Regions from separate parts of the Sus scrofa genome. Here all the other regions are linked to region 1. The links are chromatin contacts, called in public HiChIP or PLAC-seq maps. All regions are on one chromosome and are shown on one strand. Each heading gives the region's core, a stretch centred on a gene start, on an enhancer-like site or on the middle of the called end of the contact. The rest is flanking DNA. Distances are from core to core; before and after follow the strand shown. Region 1 overlaps NCOR2 (nuclear receptor corepressor 2). Region 2 has its middle 130 kb from the start of NCOR2. Region 3 has its middle 110 kb from the start of NCOR2.

Region 1 (5,058 bases), core at 996-3,495:
GTGACCCAGGGAAGCACATCCAGGGCACAAAGCGCCTCCTCAGGACTCTGGCCCCCCCCGTGAGGCGAGAGGGTAGGAAACGCAGGCACACATAGAGCCTCAGTGTTTAGGCAGGTGGGCGTGTTGGGCCTGGCCACTCGACCTCCACGTCCATGTCCCCCTCCACCTCCAGAGAAGACCTCACCTCCAGGAGAGTTTCTGCAAAAGAGATGACCAGCGCTCTGCAGCCATCTGCTGTGGGGCCAGGCCGCAGGGCCTGGGGGTCTTTGTGCCCTTGGCAGAGTGGGGTGGCTCCCAAGTGCCAGATGGGGCTTCAGGGACAGGGACGATTCCAGGTCATGGGCAAGGCTGGGTGTAGCAGCTGGCACAGAGAGCAGGACTTGGAAATGCAAGAGGAGCGATGAAAGAGGGTCTTGCATGGAAAGTCGTGGGTTTTGTTCTTTGGGTTTTTTTGGAATGGCTTTTGATTATGGAAATTCTAAAACAGACATAAAAGGAGCCGGATGGTAGAACACACCCTCTAACACAGATTTCTGCAGTGTTAGCGCCTCACACAGATTCAGCAGTCTTCCACAGGAAATCGTACTTTGGGGAGCAATTCCCGTGATGTGTTTGGGGTTTACTGCTCAGAGACAGAAAACCCAGGTCCTTAGCGGCTCATTTCTAGGTTCTCACGGTCGCAGACCTGATTGTTCTCCTTATATGAAGTGACTACAGAACAGTCATGGATGCTAAGAGTTACTGTTGGCTTGGTGTTTAAATTTCCCCTCATGTGTTTGATATTTCTATTTATTTATGCTTTCTTTAAAAAAAAAAGTTTCTGGGGGTGCTTTCTGTGTTTGGCCTTTCTGGAGCTTTCATGTCGCTATTCTAACGATTTCACACTCTGTTAATCCAGTAGCTGAAGAAGGGGGGACCCAGGCTGGGCAGGTATCTGCTGGGGCCCCCCTATGACAGCTTGCACCTTTTAAGGTTCTCGGAGACCTCTTGTTTTCAGCAGAATTAATAGCACTTGGGGCCTTTGACAGTTGTGTACCAGTGGCGTAGAACTCCACCAGTTACTGGCTTTGTGACTTGGAGCTTCTATTTCCCTTGCCTGAGCCTCAGTTTCCACATCTGTAAAATGGATGTAGTCACAGTGTCTCCTTATTCAGCGTCTCTAGGTGCTCAGTGCATAACAATCAGTAAACGTCGGCGGAGGGTATAGGTTGGAGGGGGGTGAAACAGGTGCCCTAAGAGATTCTCAAGTTTGATTCCTGGTCTCCTGGGGACTCTCCCTCTGCTTGGGGAAACCTTGAGGAAAGGATTCGGGGGGAAGGAAGTGTCACTTGGGCAGGGAGAGGAGGGGAAGGGAAGATTTTTTCTGTCTGGAAAAGAAAGGCGTTGGGGTGTTTCCAGCTTTGCAAACTGCCTGAGGCAGGTTCCTAGGCTGGGAAGCCTGCCTGGGACTCGGACTCGCGGCTTCCTCTGGGAAGAGAGAAGAGGCCGTTCCGGATTCTCCAGTGTCTGGTTGGGAAGCAGGGGAGGGGCCCCCTGGCTGCCTGCCCAGCCATCTGGAGGGCTGGGCAGGACGATCGCCAGGCGCTGGCCCAGGCTCCCTCCCGGGGTCCCAGGGCCCCTGCCTTGCCAGCAGCCTCTTCTCTCCCTGGGGGAGACCTCAGGGCCGGTGGTGCTTCTTGGGGACGGGCAGGCCGAGGCTCCGCCCAGCCTCCCCAGAGCCCCAGAGCAGCCTTGACCCACATCTCCACCCCCGCTGTCCGCCTGCTCCTGTGGCCCTGACATTTCAGCCAGGCCGAGCTCTTTCCCAGTAATTCTCCTGGCAGCTCAGGAAGCCAGCTGGTGGGGCGCCAGCTCCCCGCCACCCCTCCAGCTTCAGTCCCTTCTTGCCTCCTCCTGGGCTGGCTTGCCTTCTGCCTGCCTCCCTGCGGGCGCCCAGAGCCTCTGCTCCCACCTCTCCCGGGGAGGCCCGGCGGCCTCACCAGTCCTGCCCTGTGACCTCGCCAGTGGGGGCCCCTGAGTGGGCCGGGCAAGGCCCAGCTTCCCAGGCCCAGCCGGAGATAGAAACAAAAGCAGATTTTAAAAGGGGGGGAACCCCAGCAAAGGGCTGCATGTAATGTCCTCATTTTTCCTGGAACCCGCCTCCAGCAGGACAAACAAATGTATTTTCAAAGGCGCTAAAACCAGTGACTCACTCCAAGGAACGCCCTCTCTTACCCCTCGGTCCCGCCCGCAGCCCTTCCCACACCCCCCTGGGCTTAATTGCTCCGAGTGGGGCGGCGCCCGTCCAGCCGGGCCAGCGGAGATGGCAGGCGCCCGGGAGCTCGGCGGCTGCCCAGCCGGGAAGCTCCTCTCGTCCTGGTCTCAGGGCCGCCCTTCTCTCCCTACAGGTTCATGCAGCACCCCAAGAACTTCGGCCTGATCGCATCATTCCTGGAGAGGAAGGTAAGTGCCTGCCTGCTAGCCCTGCGCCATCCGTCCCTTTTGGCGTCCACTCCTGCCGCGGCCTCCTGGGCCGGGGAGAAGGACCCTCCCACCCCGCCCACGAGGCCTCTGCCTGCTTGCTCCTTGCTTTCCTTACTGTGTCTGCGAGCACTTCCCTCCTTCCTCCCTCCTGGGAGAAGCAGCCACAGGCCCCGCCCCGGCCCTGGGGGTGGAGCTAAGGCCGGGAAACCCCAGGAGAGCTGTGTGCACTGCAGGCTTCTCCAAAGACCGCTCCTTAGACAGGGCAGCCAGCATCCTGACAGATTGGGCTCAGGTTCCAGAAGCCATATGCCATGCCTGGCCTCCTAGTTAAGGCTGGATGGGCAAGAGTGGTTGTCCTCTGGGGTCCTGGACAAAGTGACCCTTCTAGTCCCTCTGATGGTCACTCTATGTTGATAACCCTGATGCCAACCCTGGCGTGTGGCTGGCAAGTCCTCATCCCCACTGAGTAGACCTTTACATAGAACTGACACTCGAGGAGTTCTCTGGTGGTGCAGTGGGTTAAGGATCTGGTGTTGTCACTGTAATGGCACAGGTTTGATTGTTGGCCTGGGAACTTCCACAGGCCGGGGTTAGGCCAACCACCCCCCCCACACACACAGACATTTGCACCCCACCTTGGCCCCAAACCCAGCCTGGGGCAGCGCCTCTCTCTGCTCTGGCTCCCGTTAGCAGGTGGATACAAAGCATCCCAGAGAATGGGAAAGCCCCCTTTTATGCACCCACGAGGCTGGCCTAGGCAGTGGCTGGATCAGCCACAGGTAGGAAGGAGCTGGTCTGGGGGCTGGATGTGGCCCTAGGTCACAGTTGGCCATTGGACTCCACATCATCAGGGCGGAGCCAGACAAGCTTCCTGAAAAGATTTACTTTCTGGAGTTGCCATGCTGGGTGTTCTAAGCAACGTTTCCCTAAATCTTGTTTCTCAGAGGTGGGGTGCCCGCCCACCCCCAGCTTTGCAAATACCCAGCTGCTGGAGGCCTCACACTTCCTTGCTGTGGGAGGGCGGTCGGAGCAGGATCCGGGCGGTTATTTTAAAGGGTAACAGTTGTTCCCAGCATCTGCCCTTAATGAGCTGATAACCATAGAAGGAGGGAGATGGGGCAGTGTGGGGAAATGAAATCTCTCCCTGCCTGAAAAACCAGTGTGGAGAAGCAATCCCTATAAATAGCCTCTCCTCCGAGGGAGTGACAGCTTCTTCCTAGGGGTGTGGACCACACAGGAGGTTTTAGGTTGGGGCTCCCAGAGATGGAAACAGGGGTTTCTGAAATTGGTAATTGACCAGCACCGTTTGGGAATGAGGGGATCAGAGGTCCCTGTGCTGGAAAAACTTTATCTGTTCTTTGGCTAAGAGGCAGCCCAAGCTGAGACTTCAATAGAGTTTCCAGAAGAGTCTGAAGCTGGAGGTTCCAGCGATGCCTTTGAGGACTGGCATGAGAGAGGCGAATAGTAGGGTGGGAGCTGGGTGGACTGGCCAACCCCTGCCCTTGTGGAGGGCCACCTGATGCTTTAGGGCCAGCTCGTGGTCGCCCAGCACAGGAAGGTATTCTCCAGAATTTGTTCAAGGAGAAGTTGGACGCCCACATCACCCAGTTTGCAAATGCTGGCATCTGATTGTAAAATGTTTTTCTTCACTATTTGGCAGGCCATGCTGGTGGCCAAATTTAGCCTGGGAGCAGCCCCTGTTCATAGCACAATCCAGGAAGTGGATAAGGACACAGGGCTTTGAGGCCCAGCCCGCCTCTGCACCCAGCAGCCCTCATGGGATGCCCCTCAGAGGCCAGGTCCTGGCGTGGCACCAGCTCCGAGCATCATACCAACACTTTACATCGTGTCAGTGATGGCTGCCGGCTTTAGTGAGCACCTAGACCAGCCCCGCGGCTGCAGATGGCAGCATCCTTATCTTGTGTCCTCCAGTTGCTCTGAGGACACTGTCGCTCTTACTGGTCCTTGTGGACGAGGAGGTGGTGGGCTTCAGAGAGGGCCAGTCACTTACTCAGCAAGACGCAGCACCAGGATTCAGACCCAGAAAATGAAAATTGTGGAAAAGACCAAGAAGAGAAAAGTTAGAAACATTCCAAGAGATGAAGAGTTGCTTGGGGACCTTAATCGGGCAGACGCAGGGAGCTTGGAAGAGGTTACTCAGGGCCCCATATATTATGGAAGAAGAAACTGGGGTGAGAGAAAGGAGACCTCAGACCCAAGTTGAGGAGCTGGGAGCCTTTGTTCACTTTGCCGGGATGGCACATGACGGCTTTGTTGTCATGGTTACCAGTAGCAGCTGTGCGTGCCCTGTGCTGGGTGCAGTCCCACGTCCTTTATGTGTATGTGTGTTAATTTACTTGGTCTTCAGGACAACCCTGTGAAGTATGTGCTCTGAGTACGCCCATTACACAGGCGAGAAAACTGAGGCCCAGAGAGGTTAGGTAAGCTGGCCAGGGTCACCCAGCTAGTAGGTGGAAGAGGCAGGAATTGAACCCAGGCCTTCTGGCTCCCAGCCGCCTGCCCTGACCACCCACAGTGCACCCTCTGCAGAGCTGTTTTCTCTCTCCGCCCTGCAGACGGTGGCTGAGTGTGTCC
Region 2 (5,058 bases), core at 1,344-3,843, 210 kb before region 1:
TTCCCTTTGCTTAACCCAGTGTTTCTTCGGCCTCTCTCAGCAGAAACACTTTAAAAGGACATTTACATAATACCTTTGGGAGTTCCCTGGTGGCCAGGCATTTAAAGGATATGGCATTGTCACTGCTGTGATGTGGGTGTGATCCCTGGCCTGGGAAATTTTGTATGCCATGAGCATAGCCAAAATCAATCAAACCAACAAAGAATAACATCTTTTAATTTTCCTCTTTAGGCAATTACCAAATGTAGCAAAAGCTGAGAGAACGGGCAGTGGCGGGTTCAAATATGTTTCCCTTACTGACCAAGGGTGTGACTTTGGACAAGCCCCTCCCCCCAAAAAAATTCCTGGGCAGGAACTGACAATGATCTTCTCAATATCCACCCTCCCCTTCTTTTAGCCACAACACCTTGATTTTGTTGATTTTGTTGTTGTTGTTGTTGTCTTTTTAGGGCCGCACCCACGGCATATGGAGGTTCCCAGACTAGGGGTCTAATCGGAGCTGTTCCGCCACAGCCACAATAACGTGGGATCCAAGCCGCGTCTGCAACCTACACCACAGCTCATGGCAGCGCCGGATCCTTAATCCACTGAGCGAGGCCAGGGGTCAAACCCGCAACCTCATGGTTCCTAGACGGGTTCATTTCTGCTGCACCAAGATGGGAACTCCGGATTTTCTTTTCTTATTAACCAGAGCAATAATTTCCTTTCCTTCCTTTTCTTCTTCTTCTTCTTCTTTTTTGTAAATTGAGTCACTATAAAGAGTTGAATTTGGAGTTCCTGTCATGGCGCAGTGGTTAATGAATCCAACTAGGAACCATGAGATTGCGGGTTCAATCCCTGCCCTTGCTCAGTGGGTTAACGATCCGGCGTTGCCGTGAGCTGTGGTGTAGGTCGCAGACGCAGCTCGGATCCTGCGTTGCTGTGGCTCTGGCATAGGCTGGCAGCTATAGCTCTGATTCGACCCCTAGCCTGGGAACCTCCATATGCCGCGAGAGCGGCCCACGAAATAGCAAAAAGACAATAAATAAATAAAGAGTTGAATTTTGTCCCTTCTCACAAAAATATATGTTGAAATACTAACCCCTGTATTTCAGAATGTGTCCGTATTTGGAAATAGTGTTTTGACAGGGGTCATCAAGTTAAGATGAGGTCATTAGATTGGGCCCTAACCCCGTATGACTGGAGTCTCTATAAAAAAGGGTAAATTTAGAAACGGACATGCACAGAGGGAAGATGACTCAAAGGGACCATGCCGTATGACTAGGATGCCAAGGAACACCTAGGGTTGCCGGCAAAACCAGAAGCTAGAAGAGGAAGGAAGTGTTCTTCCCCAGAACCATCAGAGTATGGCCTTGTTGACCCCTTGATTTCAGACTTCTGGCCTCCAGAATTGTAAGACAATGAATTCCTCTTGTTTTAAGATGCCCAGTTTTTGGCATGTTGTTACAGCAATCGAGGAACCTAATATAGTAACTTGAGTTGGTCTCTGTCACTTGCAAGCAAGAATTCTGAGCAGTGCATGGTTACAGCCTCATATAAGCAGTTATTTACAAAAATGGTAAGTTTCCCATTGGAAATACCAGACTCCAACAATTTAGTGGTACCCAGAGTGCTTACACGGACTTTATCTTCCTCCATTATTCCCCCCAGTCCATATCCCTAGTGCAGCCTGACCTTGGCAAGCTGCACCCCACTCCCTCAGGATGTATGATTATTTGGTCCCCATGCTTAGGTCAAATAAGCTTTGTTTTATCCTACTTCTTTTTTCTTTCTTCCTTTTCTTTTTCTTTTTCTTTTTTTTTTTTATGGCTGCACCTGCAGCATACAGAATTTCCCAGCCTAGTGGTCAAATCAGAGCTGCAGCTGCCAGCCTACACCACAGCCACAACAGCCTCAGATCTGAGCTGCATCTTTGACCTATGTTGCAGCTTGCAGCAACACTGGACCCTTAACCTGCTGAGCAAGGCCAGGGATCGAACCCTCATCCTCATGGACCCTATGTCGGGTTCTTAACCCACTGAGCCATAATGGCCACCACAAGCTTTTTATCATCCCTGTAATAGAGCTTATTCCATGACAATGTCCCAAGTGCCATGAATACCAATGATATGAAATGAGATGATTTTAAGTAGAACACCACAGTATTTTTTTTGGCTTTAATAATTAGTATTTATTTCAATGTGTGTTCACACGTTGTAACTGTGCAGCAAACCTGCAGTGTCACAAATATCATTGTTCACTGTATCTGTCTGAGTCCCAGTTCTCAAATGGAGTAACTGGGAGAGTTAGTGAAGGGACAGCCTACAAAGGTGGAGGTGAGGTCTGTGGAGGGAACCCAAGAAGAAATTGTGCAGTGCCCAGGGCTCCTGAAAACAAGAAGCTGTTATTACCCATAGGCTGCATGGACAGGAAGTAGCTACTGGAACCCAGAGAGAGCTGGAGCTGGAGGACAGGGGCCATCTGACAGAAGGGTCCTTCAGCAGAAGAACACAGCCCCTGTTCCAGTTACGGTCAGGCAGGAAAGGCAGTACCGGGGAAGTACCTCACCCTTTTTCTTCTCCCACCCTTCTATCTTTCCTTGGTGCTTCCCATTGGCTGATTCTGGAAGGAAGCCAGAGTGCAAGGGATCCTGGGAAATGTAGTCCACAGGGTCAGCCTCCTGATAAACAGAGCAGGGAGGGTCTGGAGGGGCAACCGAAAGTTAACCAGCTTGGTACAACCACTATGGAAAACAGATGAAAGTACCTCAGAAAACTAAACATAGAACCAGCAATCCCACTCTTGGGCATATATCCAGACAAAACTTTCATTGAAAAAGATACATGCACCTGTATCTTCATTGCAGCACTCACTGTTTACAATATGCACAGGGAACTATATCTGGTCACTTGTGATGGAACATGATGGAGGATAATGTGAGAAAAAGAATATATAGGAGTTCCCGTCATGGAGCAGCGAAAATGAATCCAACCATGAGGTTGCAGGTTCAGTCCCTGGCCTCGATCAGTGGGTTCAGAATCTGGTGTTGCCGTGAGGTCTGGTGTAGGTCGCAGATGCTGCTCAGATCTGGCGTTGCTGTGGTTGTGGCAGCTGTAGCTCCAATTAGACCCCTAGCCTGGGAATCTCCACATGCCATGGGTACAATCCTAAAAAGCAAAAAAAAAAAAAAAAGAATATATATGTATATGTATGACTGGGTCACTTTGCTGTACAGTAGAAATTAGCAGAACACTATAAATCAACTATAATTGAAAAAATAAAAATAAAAAAAAGAAAGTTAACCAGCGTAGCTAATGTGAGGCTGCATAAACGACAAATGTAAATGTAAGGAAACAGTTGAATTTTAAGTAGGTCCATTCAGGCACTGATCATTCTGCACGTGACCCGAAAACAAGGACACTTTATTTCCTTTCTCCCACTGTACACTGACCTCTGCTTATATGCCATTTTGTCCCCAGATCCCAGCTTTGGGGTCACATCTCACATTGCACCAGCCACCTCTGACTTGGGGGATCTGGGGGACTTGGAAGCACCTCCAGAGGAGAGTTTGGCCGTGGGAAGGCTCAATATTTTCCAGAACTCTTTCTCAGAGCTAGCCAGCTCCCCTCTCTGCTCCCAGGGGAGCCCAGAACTCTGATGGTTTCCCTATGAACATTGCCAGCGTGGTTTTTAACAGGCAGTTGCTGTGCAAGTGCCCATCAGGCCGAAAAGAATGAAGCAAATCAGCATGTGCTGGCACAGGAGAGAGACAGAAATGTGGTGGGCGGAAAGGGCCCTTGCAAGGCTGTTGGTAATGCACACAGTGGGCAGAATAGCGCCCCCTGAAGATGCCCAGGCAAAAGGAGCCTGGCAGATGTGACTAAGGACATTGAGATGGAGAGACCATCCCGGGCGAACCGCACAGACCCTAAATGTAACCACAAGTGTCCTTTTGAGAGGGAGACAGAGAGTTTGCAGCAACCTGGATGGGCCTAGAGATTATCATACTAAGTAAGAAAGTGAAAGACAAATACCATATGATATCACTTATATGTGGAATCAAGAATATGGCACAAATGAACTTATCTATGAAACAGAAACAGATTCACAGATAGAGAATAAACTTGTGGTTGCCAAGAGGGAGGGGGTGGGGGAGGGATGAGTGGCGAGTTTGGAGTTAGCAGATGCAAACTAGTATATATAGAATGGATAAACCACAAGGACCTACTTATAGCACAGGGAACTCTATTCAATATCCAGTGATAAACCGTAACAGAAAAGAATGTATATATATGTATAACTGAGTCACTTCGCTGTACAGCAGGAATTAACACAACATTGCAAATCAACTATATTTCAGTAAAATAAATTTGGTGTTCCCTGGTGACCTAGCCCATTAGAGATCAGGCATTATCACCGCTGTGGGTCGGATCGATGCTGTGGCTTGAGTTTGATCCCTGGCCGGGGAACTTCTGCATGCTGTGGGCACGACCAAAAAAATATAAATTAAATAAATTCGAAAAAAATAAAAATAGGAGTTCCCGCTGTGTTACAGTGGGTTAAGGATCCAGCATTGCCACAGCTGTGGCCTAGGTCACAGCTGTAGCTTGGAATCGATCCCTGGCCCGGGAACTTCCATAAACTGTGTATGCAGCCAAAAAAGAAAAAAAAATTAAATAAATAAAAATTTTTAAATTTTTAAAAGAGGGAGGCAGAAAGAGACTTGACTACAGAAAGGAGGATTGGACAGTGGAGAAAGGACAGCTTATTCAATAAGTGGTGCTGGGAAAACTGGACAGCCACATGGAAAAGAATGAAATTAGGACACTCCCTAACACCACACACAAAAATAAACTCGAAATGAATTAATACCTAGATATAAGACCAGACACTATAAAACTCTTAGAGGAAAACATAAGCCAAACCCTCTCTGACATAAATGACGGCAACATCTTCTCAGATCCACCTCTTAGAGTATTGACAGTAAAAGCAAAAATAAAAAAATGGGACCTAATCAAACTCAAAAGTTTCTGCACAGCAAAGGAAACCCTAAACAACACAAAAAGACAACCCACAGAA
Region 3 (5,058 bases), core at 1,215-3,714, 190 kb before region 1:
CAGTCACATGGCCACTGCTAGGTGCAAAGGACGATGGGAAGTGCCATCCTGCTGGTTGCCCAAAGGAGGGGAGAGTGGATTTTGATGGGCAGCTAATGGTGTCTGTCCATCACTGGCTTCTCTCTCCCAGCCCCAGAAGCTATCATCTCCTCCTGGGCTCACAGTCTGGCTTATCATTATATATTCCCCACCCTCATATATTATCTAGGGCATCAACTTGATACCTGGAGCTCTTCATAGCTCTGCCTTTGCAGTTCAAAAGCCCAGGTTCTGATAACTCAAAAGCTTTGCCCTCTGGGAGTTCCCATTGTGGCTCAGCAGGTTAAGAACCTTATTAGTATACATGAGGATGTAGATTTGATTCCTGGCCTAGCTCAGGGGGTTAAGGATACAGCATTGCTGTGAGATCACAGATGTGGCTTGGATCTAGGTTTGCCGTGGCTATGGCGTAGGCGCAGTTCTGATAGGACCCCTAGCCTGGGAACTTCCATGTACCACAGGTCAGGTGCAGAAGAAGGAAAGAAAAAAAAAAAGCTTGCCTTCTGAAACTGAATAGGCTTTTTTATGTTTTTCTACTCTCTTATTCTTCCCCTGGGCAATGAATGCTTCATTGTCTAGTTTGGCAGAGGACAAAGGGCAAAGGGCAAAGAAAGAACCCTTCTTTGGGTTCAATAGGATAAAATGGCCCTTGATTGGAAACCACATCCTACCATCACAACCCGGCAATTCCACTCACACGCATTTACCGGAGAGAAGTGAAGACCTGTGTCCCATATATTCTCAGACACAAACGTGCTGAGCTGCTTTATTCAGAAGAGCTAAAAATTGGAGACACCTAATATCCATCAGCTGGTAACCAGATAAATTTCATTTACCAGCACAATGGATCCCATTCAGCAATAAAAAGGAGTGAAGTGTTGGAGATCCCCTGGTGGCTCAGTGGGTTAAGGATCTGGTGTTTTCACTGCTGTGGCGCAGGTTCAATCCCTGGCCCGGGAATTTCTGCATGCTGTGGGTGTGGCCAAAAACCCCCCAAACCAAAAAACACTTTGTGAGACTTAAAATATGTGTGTGTATATATCATTGCAACGGCAGTGGCTTGGGTCACTGCTATGGCACAGGTTTGATTCCTGGCCTGGGAATTTCCACATGACATGCAGGTGGCCCCCAAGAAAAGAAAAAAGAAAAAATATATACCTATAAGAGGGAGAGAAGTGTTGACACGTGTCGCAATGTACGTGAATCTCAAAATCTCTATACTAAGTCAGAGGTGGGCAAGCCTCTTTTGCAAAGGCTCAGGCAGAATATTTCTGGCTTTGTGGAACTTCCTGTCTCTGTCTCAACTCTCCTATTTTACCTTTGCGGTGTAAAAGGAGCCAGAGATAGTGCCTAAAGGAATGGGCATGGCTGTGTTTTAATAAAACTTTTTGTGAGCCCTGAAATTTAAATTTCCTATCATTTTCACGAGTCATGAAATATTCTTCTTCTTTTGATTTTTTTTTCAACCATGAACTAAATGTAAAAACCCAGGAACTCATTCATTGCTGGTAGGAAGGCAAAAACAGCAGAACTGCTTGGGAACACTTTTTGGTGGTTTTGTATAGAACTGAAAGCGCACTGACCCTGCGATCCAGCTACTGCGCTTTTACCTGTTTCCGAAGGGAGGTGGTAACTTACGTCCGCACAAAAACCTGCCCGCGGATAGTTATGGCAGCTTTACACATAATCGCCCCAACTGGAAGCAGCTGTGATGCCCTTCAGCAGGTGAATGGATAAACTGTGGTCCATCCAGACAATGGGATTTTATTTGGCACTAAAAAGAAATGAGCTAGCAAGCCAGGAAAAGACATGGAGGAAACATAAATGCCTATTTCTAAGTGCAAGAAGCCCATCGGAAAAGGCTACCTATGTGTGATTCCATCTTTCTGACATTCTGGGAAGGTAAAACTAGGGGGACACTAAAAAAAGCCCAGTAGTTGTCGAGGGTTGTGGGGAGGGACGGATGAAAGGCAGAGCAGAGGGAGTGTTGAGGGCTGTGACAGTGCCCTCATGGCAGGTATCTTTTATTATACATTTGTCCAAACCCATAGAGGGCCCAACACCAAGGCAGAGCCGGAATGTCAACTGTGGAGTCCCGGGAAAAATGACGTATCCATATTGATTCAGTCATTGTAACAAATGCGTCACAAGGTAATGCAAGATATTAATAACAGAGGAAGCTGTGTGTGGCGGGGGAGGGGGGTGGCGAGCAGGGCAGGAATGTGGGACATTTTGTACCATCTGCTCTGAGGTCAAGGCTGTCGGTCCTGTTCACCGTCTGGTGAGAAAGGAAGAGACACTTAGCAAACGTCTATTGAGTGAATGAAATGAGGTTAATTCCTCTGGGCCAGGCGGGGCAGGTGGGACGGGCTGTTAGCCTCGGGGGAGACTTTTGTCCCTGGAGCTTAATGGATGGACGGATGGATGAGGATGAGTCAGGCTCACGCGGAGTCCAGGAAGTGAAAACAGCCAGAGCAGAGGCTGAGACGTGGACAGGGCCTGTGAGTTTGGAAAAAAGCAGCTGGGTGTGGCCAGAAAACAGGTCAGGAGGCCAGGGGGGTGGCTGAGCATGTGAGCGTGTGGTCCCCAGGGTAGAGAGAAAGGGATCAGGTCATTTGTGGTCACATGTCCTTTGTATTAATTCCTCACGGCTACAGGCCAGTCTCCCTCATCCAGAGTGGTGACACTGGGCTGTTGGGTCCCTTTGCCTGGAAGCAGGTTAGGTCTGGGCGGTAGTTTCTACAGAGATGGCCAATTTTGGCTTTTTAGGCCCACATCTGCTGCATATGGAAGTTCCGAGGCCAGGGGTCGAGTCAGAGGTGCAGCTGCCAGCCTACACCACAGCCGCAGCAACACGGGATCTGAGCCACGTCTGCAACCTAGACCACAGCTCACAGCAATACCAGATCCTTAACCCACTGAGCAAGGCCAGGGATCAAACTTGCATCCTCATGGGTACTAATCAGGTTTGTAACCCACTGAGCCACCACGGGAACTCCCGGAACCTCCACTCCCGGAACCTCCACAAAATTCTTAATCACACCTGCAAAGTCTCTTTTGCCCTGGGTTATAGTGAACCCCTCAAAACTCAGATGTTGAAGCCCTAATCCCCAGAACATCAGAATGTAACTGTTTTCTGGAGATAGGATCTTTAAAGAGGCAATTGTGTTAAAATGAGGTCATTAAACCTCAGCCTACTGGCACCCACCCTCCCCTAGAAGGAGAGGAGATTAGGATACAAAGAGAGCAGAGGCGCAAGCGCACACACAGAGAGCCAGCTGACCCAGTGAGGACACAGTGAGAAGGTGGTTGTCTGCAAGCCAAGGAGAGAGGCCTCAGGAGAAACCAGCCCTGTCCACACCTTGACCTTGGACTCCAGCATCCGGGATTGTGAGAAAATATATCTCTGTTGTGTAAGCCCCCAGTCTGTGCTATTTTGTTATGGTAGCCTGAGCTAACACACCAAGTAAGGTAACATCCTCAGGTTGTGGGGGTAGGACAGCCCCTTCTGGGGGTGGGGGTGCGGGGTTATTCTTCCCACTACAAGGTGAGGATGCAGAAGGGGATGGACCCTGAGGGGAAGGAGGGGTGGGTGGGACACTGGACCCAGGTACTAGCTACTGCACCCTGCAGACCCTGGGGCAGCAGAGAGGCTCATATATTCCTTTTTCTGGGCGCTTCCTGATTCCCCAGTGGGGAGGGGGGATCCCATGATGGTTTTCAGCCAGTGAATGTGAGTGGAAGTGACAGTTCCAAGCTGAACATTCATTTGCCAGTGCAAGACCTTCCAGAAGTCTCCTTTGGCCACACCACCCCGCAGCCTGGGTCCAGGGGTGAGGACGTTGTACAGCAAGGTCCGTGGCTGACACACCATGCACTTGTCGTGTGAAGGACAATAAGACTTTGTGCGTCAAGTCACGGACATCATAGGGTTGTTTGGTAACTGCAACATAACCTGGCATAACCTGACGATTACAAACTCCCTTGCCCAACCACCTGGATAAGAAGTTGCCCCTAAGAATCTCACCAGCGTGGCCGATGAGCATATCCAAGTGGGGTGATAGAGGTGAGACCTGCTTAGAACGGCGACTGGCACAGAGCCTTCTCTTACTGTTTCTGCTATTAGTGTTGTGGTTGTTGTATGAGCACCACCCGCAGTGACCCTAAGAACAGGGGACCACAGGCACGTTTGCCATACATTCTAGAAGGCTTAAGTCTATGTTGATCATTTTGACCTTGGGAAGACAAAGTGACCTCTTGAAACCTCTCTACAATTTAATTTTATCATCCGGTGGGCGAGAGATCAGTGAGGAGCTGAGTGACAAAATCTGATAAAAGACAGGCACAATTCCTACCGTTGGAGAAAGGGATAAAGTCATTCCCACACTGAAGAGTTCTAAGTAGGGGAAGGGGGAGTTTCCACTGTGGCTCTATGGGTTAAGAACCTGACTAGTATCCCTGAGGATGTGGGTTCAATCCTTGGCCTCGCTCAGTGGGTTAAGGATCTGGCATTGCTGCAAGCTGTGGCGTACATGGCAGACGCGGCTTGGATCTGGCTTTGCTATGGCTGTGGCGTAGACCGGCGACTGCAGCTCCGATTTGACTCTTAGCCTGGGAACTATATGGTAACTATATGCTGCGGGTGCAGCCGTGAAAAAAAAAATGGGGAAGGGCCTGACCTGGTGGCTGGGTGGAGCAGAGGGAGATGGGAGAGCACTGAGATTGCTGAGCCACAGCCCCATGCCAGGGCAGAGGGTTGCATAAATGCATGAATGTACCTGCGCCCCTGCCTGAGACTTTGGCCACCCAGCATCTCTTCCACCACATGCTGTTGGTTATGAGTGAGTCACAAACATGCTTCAAGAGGGAGGTGATGAAAAGCTCCCCCTCAGGTGGGAGGAGAGTCAGGGTCCGAGGGTAAGAGGACCACGAGGGATGGGGGATGTTGCGGTGACCAGCTCTGAAAAATGCCCTCTGTCCCTGAGGGCCTGGACCCACTCCTGAGGGATCTCTCCTCCA

The links. HiChIP or PLAC-seq counts read pairs in DNA pulled down with a chosen protein or histone mark.
Region 2: an H3K27ac HiChIP or PLAC-seq map of alveolar macrophages shows a contact between it and region 1. The contact joins two enhancer-like sites. A contact is called at or near these places in 2 of 47 Hi-C or Micro-C datasets (both in embryonic fibroblasts) and 1 of 2 datasets of contacts at active chromatin or transcription factors (alveolar macrophages).
Region 3: a contact with region 1 is called in an H3K27ac HiChIP or PLAC-seq map of alveolar macrophages. The contact joins two enhancer-like sites. A contact is called at or near these places in 2 of 2 datasets of contacts at active chromatin or transcription factors (alveolar macrophages and skeletal muscle).

The regions. Positions count from the first base shown.
Region 1 is chr14:28,723,861-28,728,918 of Sscrofa11.1, forward strand. NCOR2 (nuclear receptor corepressor 2) reads left to right here. Exons shown (of 49, transcript NM_001044576.1): 14 at 2,388-2,442; 15 at 5,040-5,058. Among named protein-coding and RNA genes, the nearest start is that of NCOR2, 84 kb to the left of the region's middle. Within about 2 kb of position 2,246, at least 57 of the 83 cell types and tissues checked have an H3K27ac peak or open chromatin away from gene starts, as enhancers often do. A contact at or near this core is called in alveolar macrophages, where this site is marked.
Region 2 is chr14:28,514,563-28,519,620 of Sscrofa11.1, forward strand. No RefSeq gene overlaps it. Among named protein-coding and RNA genes, the nearest start is that of NCOR2, 130 kb to the right of the region's middle. Within about 2 kb of position 2,594, at least 14 of the 83 cell types and tissues checked have an H3K27ac peak or open chromatin away from gene starts, as enhancers often do. A contact at or near this core is called in alveolar macrophages, where this site is marked.
Region 3 is chr14:28,534,202-28,539,259 of Sscrofa11.1, forward strand. No RefSeq gene overlaps it. Among named protein-coding and RNA genes, the nearest start is that of NCOR2, 110 kb to the right of the region's middle. Within about 2 kb of position 2,465, at least 19 of the 83 cell types and tissues checked have an H3K27ac peak or open chromatin away from gene starts, as enhancers often do. A contact at or near this core is called in alveolar macrophages, where this site is marked.